2 separate regions of the Pan troglodytes genome follow, and region 1 is linked to region 2. Evidence: chromatin contacts called from public HiChIP or PLAC-seq data. All regions are on one chromosome and are shown on one strand. The core of a region is the stretch at or near the end of the contact, and the rest is flanking DNA. Distances in the headings are between cores, read along the strand shown.

Region 1 (4,362 bases), core at 642-3,141, 90 kb after region 2:
CTTCTTGTAAGGTCATTAATGCCATCATGGGAGCTCTATCCTCATGACCTCATTTAAACCAAATCACCTCCCAAATGCCCCAACTCCTAATATCATCCTATTCGGAATTAGGGTTTCAACATATGAATTTTGGGGGATAGAAACGTGCAGTCCATAATACCGTTTAACTGACCACGCTTACTCCAGTCTTCTAGAAATTAACCCCTCATCAGCTGAGCTCCTCAACAGGTGGGCTCCCTGGATAAGTCTTATGTTATGAGTTTTATGTGTCTAAGAAATTTGCATGCCTTTTTCTTTAATTTTTAAAGGCTGAGGGGTCATTTTCCAGCATTTTCCCCTGGACCTAAGTGTAGGCCAACCTTGTGGCTTACTTGGCCCTGATCCTCACCTTCAGGGTAACCCTTCCTTCTCCCTGGTAGCCTCAGGCCAGGGCGTGGCTCTCCTGCTTCCTTTCCATTGACACTGAAGGTGGATCTTCCATGGATTTTGGATCCACACCATGTGGCTGTTCTGAGGTTTCTGGGTTTGTTCTGGGAGAACAGAGATTGGTTGTGCCTCATAGTGCCTCAATTTACAGGTATAAATCAGGGGACAGGCAAGAGACTGACATACTCTCTGCAGGCAGTTAGCAAAGTAAGATAAGGTAAAGTAGCCAGGGAATTCAAGACAGAACTCTTAGCCTTTTTTGTCCTTGTGGTCTCCATCTTTGATAGTTTTAGACGCAATCACTGTTTAACTAACCAATCAGTATTGTGGCCTCAATTTTGTGCATTAGTTTCTTGATCAAAATGTGAATTAAATGAGAACAAGTTAAGACTTTTTTTTGCTTGTTGGTATTCTCTTCTTTTTTCAAAAAAGAGATCTATTTTAAGGTGGCTAATTTATCCATGTAGAACTCCAAATGAAAATGGCAATGGAAAACTTCACTTTGATACTGGGATAAGGCCATCTGTTTGAATGTTTGCCTTTGTGAATCAAAGCAAGCAGTTGATTGCATTTGATTGACTGGACTATTTTTTTTCTAACTACTTGTGCTCTAGAAACACAGCCTAAGGCCTTTGGCAGAGGATGGAGCCTGTGTGTGCATATGTGTGCACGTGTGTGCATGTGTGTGTAGAGAGTGGCATGTGAAGAAGCACTGGTGAAACAGAGAATAAAAAAGCAGAAGTGCCTGAGTACCTGCTCTGTGCCAAGTGCTTTCTTGCATTTAGCCCTTGTAACAAACCAAGGAGACAGATATTATTAGCATTGCATATGAGGAAACTGAGGTTAAGGAAGGCAAAATAGTTTGTTGAAGCTCCAGTACCAAGTAAGAGGAAGAACTGTGGCTCCAAATCAGTCTGTCTGACTCAGAAGGTTGAGCTCTTTTCATTTTGAGGAGGGAGGTTGGAGAGAGAGAGGAAGAGAGCCAGAGGAGGTAGGAATATGGAGAGAAAAAGAATACCCCAGGCACAGGGTCTAAAAAATCAATACATAATGAAGCCTGAGCCATGGTGCTAACTCTGCCCCTGACTGTACATCTGACTTGCAGACACTTTGTAAGTTGGCTCTCTCCTCCTCCCCACACCCCGTCCTTCCCATCCTCCCTTTCTCATTTTGCCTGGTGGAGGCCTGACCTGTCATGATGCTGCTGGAGTCCGGGTCTCCTCCATCTGTAACTGGGCTCTCACGGTGATGGTGGGGAGGCCAGGACCCTACTTAGGGGCCACTGCCCGGGCAGGAGGAAACTCCCTCAGCCTCTGTCCTGAGCTGGGTCACCTGTGGAAGGGTGCCCAGGGCCCAAAGGTGAAGGAGGGCTGGCGCGGCTTCTTTGCCCAGGGCTGACCACTCCCAGCATCTCAGGCCAGCAGCCACTCAGCACCATCTGCCTCATTTCCTGTGCTTCCTCCTAGTGAGTGGCAGCTTGGACTCTTGGCTGCAGGCAGTTCTCCTGAACCGGTCACCAGGGCTCAGGATGAGCTATCCAGATGCATCTGTGACAATGTGGCTTTCATCTTCATCACAGTTGACCCCGTGGGAGGAAAGCCCCCTTTCTCCCACTTCAGCCCACATCTCTCTTCCCAGAGCAGCAAACTGCCACCCAGGAGGGACTGCCGCTTCCCTGGTCGTGGGAACCTCTGCAGAACCTCCTCTCCTGAGCACTCCAGAGCGAAGAGCCAAGCCAGGGTAAGCCTGTGCATATAAGGCCTCAATTTTAGATTAGATTCCCAAATTTAATTTCCTATTCCTTAATTTAATTCTGCATTTTAGTTTTGTTTTTATTATTTACATGGGTTCCCTTTAATGATTCCAAATTGCTGCTGCCCTCTAGCAGAATTTTGTCTTATGTTAACTTCTTGAAAACTGATCAGCATTGGAGTTTATTCCACACTGGGTTTAGTTATTTTCTGAAACGAAGCACAATTAAATTAGAATAATGAACATGCTCTTTAGAGGATTAATTCATAATAAGCAGGCCATGTGCTACAGCTCACAGAAGAAAGGGCACAAGGATCGAAAGCTGTTTTTTTCTGCCTAAATATGAAAAGTACATTCTGCAGAGCAGAACAAATCAGCTAATGACATCCAGAGCGCTGGCCAGCCCCAGAGCAGCATGGAGCTGGCATCTTGAGTTAGCGCAATCCCCACCGATGCTGCTGCCTACCTTTCCTCCCCGAGAAGGCTGGCAGCGGGCAATTTGCCTGGCTCTTCTCTCCTCAGCACAGCTGATAGAAGCCACTGTGGACCTCCTAAATTCTACCCCCAGGAAGCCCCAAACTCCACAGCCTGTGGCTTCACAAGCTTCATCCTCAGAGCTTCCTGCAGCCCATTCACTCATTCATTCTTTCATCCAAGGAATGTTTTACTAGCTCCTGCTATATACCAGGCATCCATGGGATGGCCCACCCTCGGGATACATCAGTGAAGAAAACATACAAAGACCCCTACCCTTTTGGAAGTTATACTTGAGCAGGCAGAGACAGACAATAAATGGTAAAAATAATAAGTAAATTATGTATTATGTTAGAAGGTGATGAGTGCTAAAGAGGAAGGGGGGTTGAGAGTGGTGTGTGTGTGTGTGTGTGCGCGCGCGTGCCTGTGTGCTTTGCAGTTTTAAATAGGATGGGTCATGGTAGGCTTATGGGGAAGGTTTCAATTGAGCAAAGACTTGAAGGAAATGAGAAAGTGAGTCACTTTCAAGCAAGTCACCCAGGTCAAGCCTGTTCCAGAAGAAACAACTATAGCAAAAGCCCTAAGGTAGGAGTGTGGCTGGTGAGTTCGGGAAGGATGGGGCCAGTGGGGGCTGAATGGAGGGAGTGAGTGGGAGATGAGGGGGACCCCATCAAGTGGGGCCTTGGCTTTTTCTCCGAGAGAACTGAAAGTCAGGGCAGGGTTTTGAGCACAGGCAGGACGTGGTCTTTTACTAAAGGATCTCTGGCTGCTGGCTGAGAACAGACTTTACAGGGTCAGGTAGATGGAAGGATGGAAGATGGGAGACCTGTCAGAAGGCTCACAGCTTAGGCCTCTGAAACTCCAGCCCCAGGTTTTCCCATACCATGTTCTCTGGGCCTGCCAAAGTGCTGAGCTCAGGCCTCAGAACCAGGCACAGAGGCTTAGAGTCTCCTGCAGTCCCCTTTCTCCCAGAAGGACCAGTATATATATTTTTTATTTTTTTTATTTTTTAAACAGCCAGAGCTCACACATGGTGAGGATGTCCAGACCATTATTCCTCGACTGGCCCTGGAGACCCCTCTGCAGCCCCTCCCAATCTCTCCCACTGACCTACGGACCAGAAGGCTGGATTTTGCAATGGAAGGGAACTTGCAGGCAGCAGACAGCTCTGCACTGTCCCTTTGATTTTCCTCAGGCACCTCTGAGAGGGAGACACACTCTCAGCCAAGTACCCAACAAGGGACATGAGAAGGCTTCTGCTGTGCAGCTGCCAGAGAAACAGGGGACAGATCAAAGCAGGAGAGGACCAACATCTGCGGTAACCAAAGCAAGGACAAGGTACAAACACATTGAATGAATAAATAAGCAGATGAATGATTGATGGGTGGGGGGAATGAATGATTAATGCATAAATGAATGATTGATGAATAAACAAATGTATAGCCTGGAGCTGGCTCCTGCTCCCTGCTCTTTGGGTATCTTCTCTCCTGGGAACCGAAGATTAAAGATGCTCCCGTGACCTTCACCTCTGGAATTCCCTGCTGGAGTTGGGATTACACCTGCTTCTGAGCCCAGAGGTTGGGGAGGCTTTGGCTTAGGATCAGTGGCCCAAGGCTGCAGAGATGTGCTGGCGGAAGGAGGCTGGAAGCAATTGGGGCTGGTCTGGAAGACCCCTGGGCAGCTTGTAGGTTCTGAGTGCGGAGAGCTCCA
Region 2 (4,471 bases), core at 393-2,892:
GCGAACAGGCGAGGCAGAGTCCCGTTGAGTAGGAACCTGAGCATTTGGCCTTCTCAACCTTCCAGCCTCTTGGCTATCTATATACACTCAGACAGTGTGACATTTAGATCCTCAGGCCGCCAGTCTGTCCACTGAGCTGAGACCTTGAGGCTTCTGCAGGGGCTCAAGGACCCACTTTAAGGCCTGGGGAACCCTTGGTTCACTTCTGGGAAGGACTGTGTTCCCATTTTCTAGCCTGCTCCCCAGCCCCCTTCCAGTGTCTTCTGGGTGGCGCTGGAGGTGGGTGGGTGGGGAGACTCTATAGGAATCAAGCCTGACACATGGTCTCTTTCCAGCTCTTCCCAGCCCCATTGCTGTCCCGTCTCATTTTCAAAACCAGACAAATCACTGGAAGTTGAGAGAAGTTCCATCAAGAAGGGGGACTTTATCACACAGTTGGAATTCTGACTCAAGTGTCTTGGCTTAGGGTCATTTTGGCTTGGGGTAATATCCCTGGTGTTCAACCTCCTAACTCCAGCCCGGAGTAGACTCCTAAATCCTAATGGACTGCCCCACCCCCTGAGTTCTGGGAGCCTCTGTCCTGGCCTGTCTTTAAGAGATGTGTGGAAGCCGAGAAACCCAGGAGTTCTTCGGTAAAGTGACGCCCACCCAGGAGTGAGAAGCAGGGTGGTGCAGTGGGAAGGGCCATGGTCCGGTTTCTGCGTCTAGCTTAGCCTGGGTGCAGTCACTGGCACTCCAGATCAAGGGGTTCTCTTCCAGCCAGGTTGACAAGGTCTTGGGCACTCCCAGCCAACACCGTTACCCCCGCGTCCCCACCCTCGTACCTGCAGCACGTTGGGGTGCCGCAGCCGCTCCAGCAGCACCATCTCCTTAAGCAGCTTGTGGGCCGCCAGCCGATAGCAGCCCCTCCGTACCCCGAACTCGCGCACGCAGCTGCCCAGATCGTGGCCGCTAAAGTCCACCGCCTTGAGCGCCACCGCGGCGCCGCCGGGCAGGCGGACCCGGTACACGGCCTTGGTGTAGCCTGAGCCCATGTACTGCGCGCCGGACACGTTGCGAAGCGCGGCGCAGCCCAGGCGCGGGCCCGGGCCGGGGGAGCCTGGGCCGGGAGCCGGGGGCCAGCCTGGGGCGCCGTCGGGCAGGGGCCGGGCCCAAGGGGGCCGGGGGCGCGGCAGGCCGGGCCCGCCCGGAGCCAGGTCCATCAGGCGCCGCCGCTCCGGCCGACCCGCCCCGGGCCCGGGGCCCCCGCGGGAATAGCGCTGCACCTCCTCGTAGCGCGCCCGGATCTGCCGGGCCAGCTCCCCGCGGCCCCCGCGACGGCCCGGACCCGGGGCCGGCGAAGGCTCAGGGGACTGGCCTGGCCTCGGAGGCTCCGAGCCCGGAGCGAAGAGCACGTTGAGGACGGAGCCCAGCAGGAAGGAGGCGCAGAAACCCGCGGCCACTGCCGCCCGCCGGCGCCGCATCGCTCCCCTCCCCCCGGCCGGCCGGCCCCGCGCGGCTCCCCGGCCCCGGCCCCGGGCGGCTCAGGCTCCGAGGCGGCTCCGCTCTGCGCCCCGCCGGCCCCCTGCCCAGCCCGCGCGCATGGCCCCGGCGGCCCCGACCCCGGCCCCTCGCGGGCGACACATCGGCCTGACACTTGCCTCCCTGCCGCCCTGCCCCCGCCGCTTATAAGGCCCAGAGCCGCCCCCCGCCCCCGCCCCCGCCCCCGCCCCCTCCCCCGCCCCTCCGCCTCCTCCTCCGCCTCCGCCTCCACCTCCCAGCTCCCGGCCCGAGCCCGTCCTCGGCGCCGCCCCCTCCGGCCGCCCGGCCCGGCCTTCCCCGCTGACTGACAGCGGGACCTCCTCCCGCGGCCGTCCGGGCCTGGGAAGCGGCGCGGAGGCGGCTCCGGTCCTGCCCAGCCCGCGGTCCCGCCCAGCCCGCGGTCCCCCGAGCTCCGTCTGGGAGCGGGGGAGGGGGCGGCGGCGGCCAGGAGGCGCGCGGGGGCTCCGCGCCCAACGCGAGGGCGGATAACGGGGCCGGGGCGGCCGGATAACGGGATTGGGAGGTGGATAACGGAGCCGGCCGGGCGGAGTGGGGGAAAGATAAAGGGGCGAGGCCGGCGGGTAGCGGGCTCCGGAGGGGACGAGCAGCTAAGTCCGGGGTGCGGAGATCCGAGTGATCTCAGCGCTCCCTCCTGGGACTGGGGGCCTCGGGGCGGTTTGGGCGCAGGGAAGGCGCGTGGACCCCGTCTCTCGCGGGTGGGGCCGGGGGTGGCGGCTCCTCGCTCAGCCCCGGATTCCGGATTGGGGCGATGGTGAGGGGGAAGCGGGCACAGCCGGGCCAGCACCTGCGAGCGCGCGTGGGACAGGAGCTCTAGGCATAGAGGAATGCTCGTGAGCTCGCCGAGGATGCCCTGTTCAACTCCTTTTACCAAAGTGTTTCTGATTTTCCTTGCCTCTAAAGCCCCAAATGCAGCTGGGGGTCGCTCCCTACCCCTCAAGATGCCTGGGGTCTGACGGGGTCAGCCGCGTATAAGAAACCATGTGCATGCTAGTAGCTTGGGCAAAGAGTGCGTTTGTGCCCACGGACGGCTGTCTGTGGAGTGTGTGCCTCGGCGTGTCTGAAGGGGCCATTGTGTCCGATGAAGGGAATGTGTACCTTGTGTGTAAGTTGGTGCTGACGCCACCAGAACTTCGGTCCCTCCTCCTCCCTCCCTGATTGCATCATTAGTGCTAATTGAGGGGCTTTCACACGCCAGTGCATTAGCTGTTTGGAGTGAGCTCCCCCCTCCTGGGAGAGATAAGCCGCTGCCCCTCCCCCTCGCAGCTCTCCTCTTCCCCGCCGCTCTGAAACTGCCCACCTAGATCCTCTCACCTTCCTGGGCAGCTTCCTGCCTCCCTCTGGGCCAGGTTAATCTCTGTCCTCCTCACAGTGTCAGAGATTGGCTGGGGAGGGGTCAGGGAGGAGAAGGGTCCACAGCCTTTTTTCTGGGGGTGGGGGTGGGTGGGGGGGTATCCAGGGAGGGGAGATTTTCCCTGAAGAGGTCTGGCGCTCCTACAGAATGCAGTGTCTGTAATGAGAAAGGGACAGGAATTTCTGCCCTGTTCCTTTGGACATGGAAGGACCGAGGAGAGAGCTGAGTCCCTGATCTCCAGCCTATGATCCCACTGAGGTGGGCCTTCCAGCCCGGACTCCTTGTTCTCTATGGCTTGGGGAGTTGGGCCCCAGTCCGACTTGGCAAGCATGGAAAGGCAGGGTGAAGGAAGCCATGATTCCTCCGAGAACACTGGGTCTGGTGGAGTCAGGTCTGTACCGACAGAGCTGTTCTGCCCCACTCTGGGCCGTGGCTGCAGTCTGCAGGGTGTCGGGGGAAGGCTCTGAGCAGATGCCCTCTCCCCAGCCTTGCACCAGATGTCTTTGGTCTAATTAACTGTGCTGGGAAAACCAACCTGGGTTTGTAAACAGAGCTACTGGCTAAAGTCAACAGGGAACAGCAGCAAACAGCAAACATTCCCCTCACACTCAGCCTTGGTCCAATTCAGACCCCTGGGGAAAACGGGGAGCTGGGTGGATTAGGAGGCCCCCCGGCCCACAGCTGAATCAGGAAAAGCCTGTCTGCCTGTGTCACCCAATATGGCTGCTAGTTCCTTATCAGTTCCATGTCTTCTCTTCTGGGGAGGAATGAGGATTTTGGGAGGAACAGTTGCCATCCCAAGATAGGCTCTGTCCTCCTTCTAGCAATTTCCCCATAGACATCTACCCAGCCAAACGTCTCAATCCGTGAGGGAGCTGTTGTGGGGGAATATTCCCTGAAGAACTTTCTTTGGGGCTTGCTCTGCCCTTGTGTCTTGGAGAAACTTCTGAGGGTAAAACTTGGCGTTGTGAGTCTACAGCTCAGAGTAGGTGAATATAACATGAACATTGTTAAGTTCGTTACACATCATGTAGGTATTATAATAACATGTTCTGAAATTAGATAATTATTCCTGTGATATCTTTGCCAAGCTTCAGTGTTTCTGTTATGGTTTGAAAGTTCAAGGCACACAGGGGCCTGAGAAACAGGCACAAGTGTGCGTGCAACACACACAGGTCCACGGAGCAGTTCAGAGCAGTAGCTCACACACAGGAACAAAGGCATCTCAGTGGCCTCCCTCGCATACTCACTGTCTCCCTCACCAGCTCTCAGACGCAGACATATACAATCTGAGATGGAAATGGGTTTTTGGCTTCTGAAAGAAAGGGATTGAACTTTTTGAGCAGATTAGAGTTTCTGAATTGGCAGTTCTTGAGTTCTTAACTATATTTTGCTTGTTTGCTTTTTTTTTTTTTTTTTCCTTTCTGCCACCCAGGGAGAGGAATCATTTCAAAGAATTGAAATACATGAAATGCTGCTGCAGGCCCCTGATCTGCAGTCTGCCCACCCACTCAAAGACCAGGTGGAGCCCATAGCCTGGGCCTCACAGGCCAGAGTCTGCAGGCCAGTGTCCAGCTC

The links. HiChIP or PLAC-seq counts read pairs in DNA pulled down with a chosen protein or histone mark.
Region 1: a contact with region 2 is called in an H3K4me3 HiChIP or PLAC-seq map of stem cell-derived excitatory neurons, with 7 times the contacts expected there. The contact joins the promoter of LOC134807926 here to the promoter of PKDCC in region 2. A contact is called at or near these places in 1 of 7 Hi-C or Micro-C datasets (induced pluripotent stem cells) and 1 of 1 datasets of contacts at active chromatin or transcription factors (stem cell-derived excitatory neurons).

The regions. Positions count from the first base shown.
Region 1 is chr12:80,759,836-80,764,197 of NHGRI_mPanTro3-v2.0_pri, forward strand. It overlaps LOC134807926 (putative uncharacterized protein LINC02898), which reads left to right and starts at 1,892. Exons shown (of 4, transcript XM_063789942.1): 1 at 1,892-2,166; 2 at 3,670-3,990. The coding sequence starts at 1,955.
Region 2 is chr12:80,669,890-80,674,360 of NHGRI_mPanTro3-v2.0_pri, forward strand. It overlaps PKDCC (protein kinase domain containing, cytoplasmic), which reads right to left and starts at 1,643. Exons shown (of 7, transcript XM_001137152.7): 1 at 825-1,643. The coding sequence starts at 1,463.